Linked DNA regions of Oryctolagus cuniculus: region 1 is linked to region 2. A link is a contact called in public Micro-C data. All regions are on one chromosome and are shown on one strand. The core of a region is the stretch at or near the end of the contact, and the rest is flanking DNA. Distances in the headings are between cores, read along the strand shown.

Region 1 (4,249 bases), core at 485-2,984, 1.1 Mb before region 2:
CAGTCATTCACCTGCCTGAGAAATCAGGGAACAAGGTGCTAGTAGAAGAACACTAGGGTGTGTTACATTCAGTCAACCCACTCCAGCTCAGGGGGATGCATCTGGGGAAGAGAAGGCCTGAATTAGGAATCCATTCTAATGGCTCAGGGAAGAGATGATGAGAGCGTGAAAAATATTTACCACACAAGAGGGAAAGATGGATGTCGGGGACAGCGGAGATCAGATTTTTAGGTTTGTGGGTTTGGTAGCTGAACACAAAGAGCGAGTTACAGACATAGCACACTGGGAGAAGCCTGCTTGGGAGTGGACCTAGGGAGATGAGATGAGTCTTCTCCACTTAGTTTAACACTCGCTTTGGCAGTTCATTAATGAACAACTAACATGAGTAAGGCAAAAAACTTACTTAGGGGTACAGAGCAGTGGATTATAAACAAAAAGAATCCTAAAAGCAGATCATTGTTTATATTCCCATTTACCAGCAGCGCTGAGCTGCACTTTGAACAGCCCGACTCCCTTTTAAGGAAGAAGGTAGGGACATCTTCTCAGGGGTTAAAATTTCGAAATCCATGGTGGACCAGAAGATACATATCTACAAAGATTCCTATGACTTCAACAACTTGCCCCATTTCATTGGAAAATAACTTCAGTTTTGGGCACTTTTAAGAGAGGCCTATCCTAAAGATCCCTAACAAAGGCTTAGCGACCAAATATTAGTTCAAGCCAGCCTTTACGGAACTGGCAGTTTTCATCGGCACACCTTCACACCTCACCTGGGACATTTTCTCTATTGATCTTCGGTCTGCGGATGATCACGAAGTCTTTCTCATTGCCTTTGCTCTTCAGGCGTTTCCGCGGGGGGCTCTGTGGGTGGCCCACATTGGAGAGCAGTTCCTGGGGGATGTTTTCACTGTCCACTTCCTCCTTCTCCAGGGCGGAGACCCCCATGCCTGACAGCAGTTCAGAAGTCTTGCTGGAATCCCATCCCCACGTGAAACTAGTGGTGACGTTGCCACTCTGGTCTGGAATCTCCTGGAGGTGTTTCCTGCAGAAGCACACAATACCCTCGGTTCCTTTCTGAAGTACACCCGTGAGGACTTCCAAGGTGGGCACAAAGCAAGCTACAGGTTACACCCGGTAGGAAACCGTCGCCGCAGCTAACAGAACGGCACTTTTTACGTGCCCGCGGCGAGTTCCCCGGCAACGAAGGAGAAAGTAACCGGAAAAAATCGAAAAGGCTTTTCGATTTGCGGTCAAGCAGAAGGCCCCGAGAATTTCTTCCAGGGGAGAGAACAAGGAAAGTACAAGGGCGATCACACAGTGATTGAAACCGGCCGCGGGGAAGCCAAATAAAGCGGGACACCGATTCCCGCACCAAGGCGGCCATCCACCCGCACTTTCCCCAAGAAAGGTCTATTCTACAACGGCATTAATAACAATATTAGTTAAGCAGCAGTATCTGCGGCCTAAAAGAATTAAGATGGTCCATTCATACTCTCCTCCTTTTTGCAAACGGCTTACCTGTGCATGGCGTCCACAGGTTCGGATGTTTTAAATTACCTGCATTAACTGCAGAGCTGCCCGCCTCCTAGATTCCCGCTTTGGCGCGCAGCGGCTCGAAGAGTGCGGCTCCGGCCCCCGGCGCCAGACCCGCGAACTCTAGTAACGTTCCATCCTCGCCGCGCGCGCAGGGTTCTTCTGCCCGCTCGCCTCGCCGGCGGCCGTCTGCAGCCCCGCAGCCTGCTGGGAATTGTAGTCCCGCCTCGTAGTCTGACTGGCTCTTGCTACTTCCTTTTCTTACAGCTCTGCCCGCCCTCTGGATACCCACAACCCCACGCGGTGCGGGGATGCTCGGCCCACGGGGTAGGCGGGGAAGCGGAAGTGGGCGGTGCTTCGGCTGACTGGGAAATGTCAGCCACCTAACTGCTGACGGGTTTTCATCCCCAGACAGCCCTCGGGCCTGCTGGTGACAGCCACCGCCGTCGCGTCCGAGCGTGGGTCCCAGAGCCTGGACTGCCGTGGCGGACACGGAGTTTCCCGTCCCTTCCACATGCTGTCGAGCGAGATCGGACGGTGAGCCTGAAGGAAAGCGCATGAGACTCTCTGGGGTCTGGGCTCGGGGGATCGAGCGCAGCGGGAGATGGAGAGGGGACCCGGGAGACCCCGAGTAGCCGCCACCACGGGGCCCCCGGCCCTCGCCGCCGAGGGAGGGTAGTAGCCTGGACCACCGGCCGGGTGGGAGGCGGCGAGCTGCGGGCGTCCCACCTGCGCGTTCCTCCGACCGGGACGATCTCCACCTGGGAGAAGGCGGCCCCTAGACTACTGGGTCAGTGGACAGGATCCTTGCCTCGTTAGTAAAACAGCCACGACAACAATGACGCACATCGGAGAGAGAACGCGTGTGAAAGCGTTTTGTAAACGGAAGGGCAATTCCAAGTCGCAGCCGTGGTTTAATTTTTTGGGGGGAGGGGCGGCGACCACAGGTTCCAGGGTGCCTTAGGGAAGACGCGCACCCCCCTGGCGGCCTCGACAGGTCTCTTAAATATTAGCATGGCAGTAGGTGAGAGGACTGTTAGGTTTGTAGGGAGCTTGACCGGTGCAACGCAAGGGGCCACCTGCAAAGCCTTTCGGTTGCATCCGTTTGTGTCGCCGCCTCAAAGCGAGCTGCATTTTTAGCCTATCTCTGAGGAGAAGAGATTGGAGGCGGTTGGAGTAGAGAACGTGCCATATTCCAGGTCGGATGACCAGGCGAAATCCATTGTGCAACCCTACTACAAGTGTGATCCCGGGCAGACAGTGGAAGAGGGGAGGGGGGATGGATTCCAACCCTAACGCAGATGAAGAGGATTTATAAATTTCAGAAGTAAGCAGGCCAGCTTGATCAAACGACATACCCTCGCGGTTTTCTGGAAAAACGTTGAAAGATTCTCTTTATGCTGGAATTAAACCTCCCTTGCCCCGGCTGGTGCTTGTGCCAGACTTGGTACTTAGTTTGAAAAGGCACTGCCTCTTGATGGAGGCAGGTGTTTATGAACCTTTAATCTGTTCTAGAAAGTGGGACCGTTGTAAAGAAGGCGTCTGTTCACAAATCGTTTGGTCCTAGGTGAAGAACACTAGACTGAGTGTTCACAATGCATTACGATAATGTTCTATATAGTATATATATATATATATATTTTTTTTTTTTTTACAGGCAGAGTGGATAGTGAGAGAGAGAACAGAGAGAAAGGTCTTCCTTTGCCGTTGGTTCACCCTCCAATGGCCGCCGCTGCAGCCGGCGCACCGCGCTGATCCGATGGCAGGAGCCAGGATCCAGGTGCTTTTTCCTGGTCTCCCATGGGGTGCAGGGCCCAAGCACCTGGGCCATCCTCCACTGCACTACCTGGCCATAGCAGAGAGCTGGCCTGGAAGAGGGGCAACCGGGACAGAATCCGGCGCCCCAACCGGGACTAGAACCCGGTGTGCCGGCGCCGCAAGGTGGAGGATTAGCCTATTGAGCCACGGCGCCGGCTCCTATATAGTATATTTTAAAATGCGATATCTTGTTGATTTTTTTTTGCATAAAATTGCCTTTATGTTGCTTTGGCTGAAGGAGAAAACTTCTTTAAGACTGCCAACTTACTGAAGAGTCTTTTTAATAAAATTGAGAAAATCTTTTAAACAAGGTTATAATATCCTTCAATAAAATAAATAAGAGGGAGCTTGTAAATTAATGGAGGAGAAAAGAATAAACAAGGAAAAGCAATTAAACACCATGATGATGAGATATGAAGTAGCTGGGAGAGACCAGGTATAGATCTCATAAGGTGGGGAGGTCTGATAGACTGCGTGCTTCTAATGTACAGACAAGCAATGTCCTCATTCATGCTTGGGTTTAGCTAGGCGTTCCCTGAGAACTAGAATATGTGCAGTGTCTGAATTAATTGGACATTAGGATTTCAGGGAGAGCCTGTCAGTCATGAAAATCAATCTTTTACCACAAGATTTTTGTTATCTGTCCTGAAAACAGAAATACAACTTGTTAATATGGGAATTTTTTTCACATTCCTTTTATCACAGCTTTTATCTTAATATAGTAAATAAAATTTAAGTTGGTGTGTGCAGTTCTTTTGAATGTATGTGGCAAAGAATTGTTTCCATTGAAGACTCCAGATTATTAGCTACATATATATTTTTTTAAGATTTATTTATGAATTTGAAAGGCAGACTTACAGAGAGACAGAGACAGAGAGTCAGTCCTCCATTCGCTGGT
Region 2 (4,516 bases), core at 1,571-4,070:
AACCCACCATCCCCCTACTTCCAATTCGTCAGCGGCTTCCAATGCCTTTAGGTCCAAGTCCTGACCCTGTACCCTAGTGAGGTGGCCGCTGTTTACCGGGCCATGCTCGTCGTGTCCTGCCTCCCTCTACCTGTATTCCGCCTTGGGGTCTCCACCTACATGTCCCTTCTTCAGCAGCTAATTTCCTGGACAGCTCTCCCTTCTCCCACCAACACATAAACCTAGTCACGGCTGGATTCACCTGCTCCTAAGCACCTCGTACCTGCCTTCATACAGCCCCTGCATCATCAGACCGAAGCTGCCCCTTTTCCTTTTTGCCCTCAGACGGGGACCTTTTCCGCTTTCATCAGATGAATTACTAAAAGCTGCCCTGAGATCACACAGATGTTACTAGACAGAATTATTGACCTTACTGAAAATTATTCTCAGTCCCTCAATCAAGGTAATTACTTGTTCTTTAATACCATAAAAAAGACAGCTTTTCCATTTGAGTTAAGCAAAGCTTTACTATAGAAACATTAAGATGCAGTGCACACTGAACAAAATTAAACATTTTTTGAGTGAGGCATTTTCAAACCAAAAGATATCTGAGATGCCGTTAATCACAGTGATAGAAAAGATATATATGCACATTCAGTTCCTGACAGGTTTCAGAGCAGTTATATGCTATTTTACTAACATCTTCATACTTCATCCTTTCTTTCATGCACTGATTGCCAATTAATCACCAAATCTGGTAATTTCTCCTGTCAACATCTCTCCCTATGAGGTCTCTGCCCTAGCCTGACCCTGAGCCTCGATTGGGTAACAACCTGTCCCCTGTGGACTGACTTCTGTCTCCAGGCTTCTTCAAGGCACTGGGCTGCCTCCCCAGGATCCTCCAAGACTTATTAATAACACCAGCCGTGACTCTCCTTTAGTGGTAAAACAAATCTCTCAGGAACATTCAAGACCCTCTACAATGTGATGTCAAACTATTCTTCAAAAACATTTAATAGTGTTACCAAAATTACATATGCTGGGATCAGCTTTGTGATGCGATGAGCTAAGCTGCCACTCACAACACAGTGTGTTGGTTAAGCCCATATGGGATGCTGCCACTGCCGGTGGTGGCTTTACCCACTATGCCACAGTGCTGGCCCCCTCTAACTTCTTTCTGATTTCCTAACTCAGTTACTAAAGGTAATTACCTCATTACTCTACCAATATTCTTTACCAATATTACTTCTGGGTTTATTAACATTGACAACATTGACAATATCGTCTAACTTCCTGATGTGATAAACATTTCGGTACTTGGGCCATTTACATCTGTCCTTACACTATATGAAAAGTCTTCAAAAAGTCCACGGGAAATGCATACTGTCGAAAAGCTGCAGGGATTTCAAAAAAATGTTTGAAGCAAAATAAAGTCATCTTTTAATTACAGTTCCAAAGAACTTTTGGGAAGTACCTGATTTTCATGCCATTTTTCAGTGCTTCTGCTGGCAGTCAGTATTCCTTTGAAGAACAGACTCACACCTGTTGCTTGTTTCAGCAACCATCAACACCCCTTCCCAGCTGGGCCTCTGCCCGTTCCCTCATCTCCGCCTTCCCAGGACCACCACCTCGGTCCAACTGCCCCTGGCCCGTCTTCTGCCCCCACTGTGCTCCCCCCCATACTTTAAGTTTGCATTTTCAAATTCTGTTCCCCCGGGGTCCTCGGTGACAAGGTAACTCAAGTCCCTGCTCACACACAGATAATTCCCAGGAAATTATTAGTTGCTCTGTTAACCCAACTACCAACCCATCACCACGTTACACTGTTTCATTTGCACCTGTATGTATGTGTGGCGTGTTGCCCAGCGAGGCTCCGAGGTCCCTGTCTTGGCATTTCAGAGTTCGCATGCATACAAGGCGATCACCTGCCAGCTGTGTTTACGAATTCATGAAACTACTCACGCTCCTTATTATAAACCCCAGAAGGCTGAGATTCAACTTCGTAGTTTCCCGGGCTGGAATGCCACACAGGCCCGGGTCACAACCAAACAGAACCACCAGAGGCGGCATAGTTCTAAATCAACACACACACACACACACACACACACACACACACACACACACGGGCGGACACTCCATCAGAGTGAGCCGCAGAACCGGGTCCCAAGTGAGGCGCAGGGCTGCTTCGCCGGCCCACGAGCAGCAGAGAGAAGCATTCCTTTTAGAGGGCCCCTGACGAGCTCCCCTGACTTAATTTCGCTGAGAAAGGTGCCCAAGTTAGGGATTCCTGGATGAAGTTCTGGGAGCTCCATGGACTGAGGCCCACCAGGGGCGAGGCAGGGGCCAGCCTGAGCTCGGAGCCTCGCGGCCCGGCCCCGGCCCCCGCCCCGGGTGTGTGCGGGGGCGCAGGTGAAGTCGCCGACACCTGTCTCTCCCCATCAGGTGGCCATGCGGGAGCCGGGACCGTCGGGAAAGAGCGGGGTTCTGAGCCGGAGGGGCCTGGGAGCGGGGCGCCGGGCCGGGCCCCCGGCGTCGCCCAGGAGAGGGGTGAGAAGGGTCGCGGGCCCGCGGCGGTTGCGGGACAGCACCTACCAGGGTGCCATTTCAGGGCCAGCTTCCGATAGGCCTTCTTGAGCTCCTCCTCGCTGGCGTCGCGCCGCACCCCCAGCGCCTCGTAGTGACACTTCATCGCCGGGCCAGGCGGGGAGCCGGGGCGACCCGGGCCCGGGCAGGGGCAGCGGCGGCGCTGACGGGCCTCTCCTCCGGCGGCAGCCCGGCGCCCGCACCGGGCCAGCCAGCGAGCGCGGCGGCGGCGGCGGCGGCGTGGGACGGCGGAGGCGCGCGGCGCTGGCGGGCGACGCGGGCTGCGGCACGCGGGCGCGCGGAGGGGGCGGTGCCGGCGGCGGCGGCTCCGCATGGGAGGCGGGGCGGATCTGCTCCCGGAAGGGCCGCGCGCGAGGGAGGCGGGGCAGCGGCGGGGTGGGGGCGGAGCCTCGCGGAAGGGAGGCAGGGCCGTCAGGTGTCATTGTGAGGGCCACAGATGGCTATCAGATTGAGTGGCGTCTACTTGGCCGCTGATCTGAAAGCTGATGGGACGGAATAGGGTTGCTATGAGAGGTTCTGGTAAATATCTTGTAGGGCTCTGACTATATTATAAGTTATAAATGTTCACCTTTTGTTTGAAAAGGATACAGAGAACTTCCATCCCTGGTTATTTCCCCGAATGTTAGCAACATCCAGGGCTGGGCCTGGCCAAACCCACAAGTGGGGATGTCAATCCGGATCTCCCACGTGCATGCAGGAACCCAACTGCTTGAGCTATCACCTGCTACCCCTAGGGTACACATGGGTAGAAGCTGGAATCTGGAGCGGAGCCAGGACTCGAACCTGGGCATTCTGACACAGGACAGACTCCCAGACTTCCCAAGAGGCATCTTCACCACTGAGCCAGCAACTCAAGTAGTCCTGTGGCTGGCCTGACCCTCCTCAGCTGACAGTGGCAGTACTTGGCTGGACTGAACCCAATTTTTAATCTCTTTCCTTAATCTCTTTCCAACTCTTCAGCTGCCACTTAGTACTCTGATCTACATGGAAAATTACAGTAAGATAAACATTTCTTCAAGTAACATACCAAAAGCTTTATTATTGTCAAGGATAAAATGTTGAGTATTCATCCATCCAGTCCTCTTTAAATGTATTTCTGGTCAATAATCCTACCTTTCCATAATTGGCTTGGACTGAGAAAGTGGCTATGGAATAGTATTTAACCAGTAGCTTCTGGCTGATCTACATGTATTACATTGTATTACAGTACGGAGGATCTGTACAACTGCTGCAATTTGATAAGGTGTCATATCCCACTGTCCTTAAATTGCATCCACACACCAATACATTCCCCTGTAATGTGGAGTATTCACACACACTACCTGTGAGTTTCCTGTATCAACTACATATGGGTAAGGACAGAAGGGTTAGTGGTGTTTCTGACACCTGTTGAAATGAACAATTTGTTTATCCCTTATTCCCTAGTATCAAAACCAACCCTAAGCCTTACCAGGTTTCTCCACACAGCAATGTCACCAGTCACCATTCAAAACTTTTATTTTCCACAGCCTCAACCTTTTGGCATTGGCACTGGACATGGACTGAGAAGTCTGAGCTTGAGGGGAAATGGGAACTTTATGCTCTCAAGAACAGAATCTATCTTTGGAGCCGGCGCCGTGGCTCACTAGGCTAATCCTCCACCTTGCGGCGCCGGCACACCGGGTTCTAGTCCCGGTTGGGGCGCCAGATTCTGTCCCGGTTGCCCCTCTTCCAGGCCAGCTCTCTGCTATGGCCAGGGAGTGCAGTGGAGGATGGCCCAGGTGCTTGGGCCCTGCACCCCATGGGAGACCAGGAAAAGCACCTGGATCCTGGCTCCTGCCATCGGATCAGCGCGATGCGCCGGCTGCAGCGGCGGCCATTGGAGGGTGAACCAACGGCAAAGGAAGACCTTTCTCTCTCTCTCTCTCTCACTGTCCACTCTGCCTGTCAAAAA

What was found. A called contact is a pair of places that touch in the nucleus more often than the background predicts.
Region 1: a contact with region 2 is called in a Micro-C map of ear pinna, with 4 times the contacts expected there. The contact joins the promoter of SKP2 here to the promoter of DNAJC21 in region 2. A contact is called at or near these places in 2 of 6 Hi-C or Micro-C datasets (ear pinna and an unstated tissue).

Annotation. Positions count from the first base shown.
Region 1 is chr14:61,710,926-61,715,174 of mOryCun1.1, reverse strand. SKP2 (S-phase kinase associated protein 2) reads right to left here and starts at 1,734. Exons shown (of 10, transcript XM_051853834.2): 1 at 1,519-1,734; 2 at 771-1,042. The coding sequence starts at 1,526. It overlaps LMBRD2 (LMBR1 domain containing 2), which reads left to right and starts at 1,930. Exons shown (of 18, transcript XM_002713965.5): 1 at 1,930-2,070.
Region 2 is chr14:60,591,613-60,596,128 of mOryCun1.1, reverse strand. DNAJC21 (DnaJ heat shock protein family (Hsp40) member C21) reads right to left here and starts at 2,820. Exons shown (of 12, transcript XM_008262105.4): 1 at 2,572-2,820. The coding sequence starts at 2,668.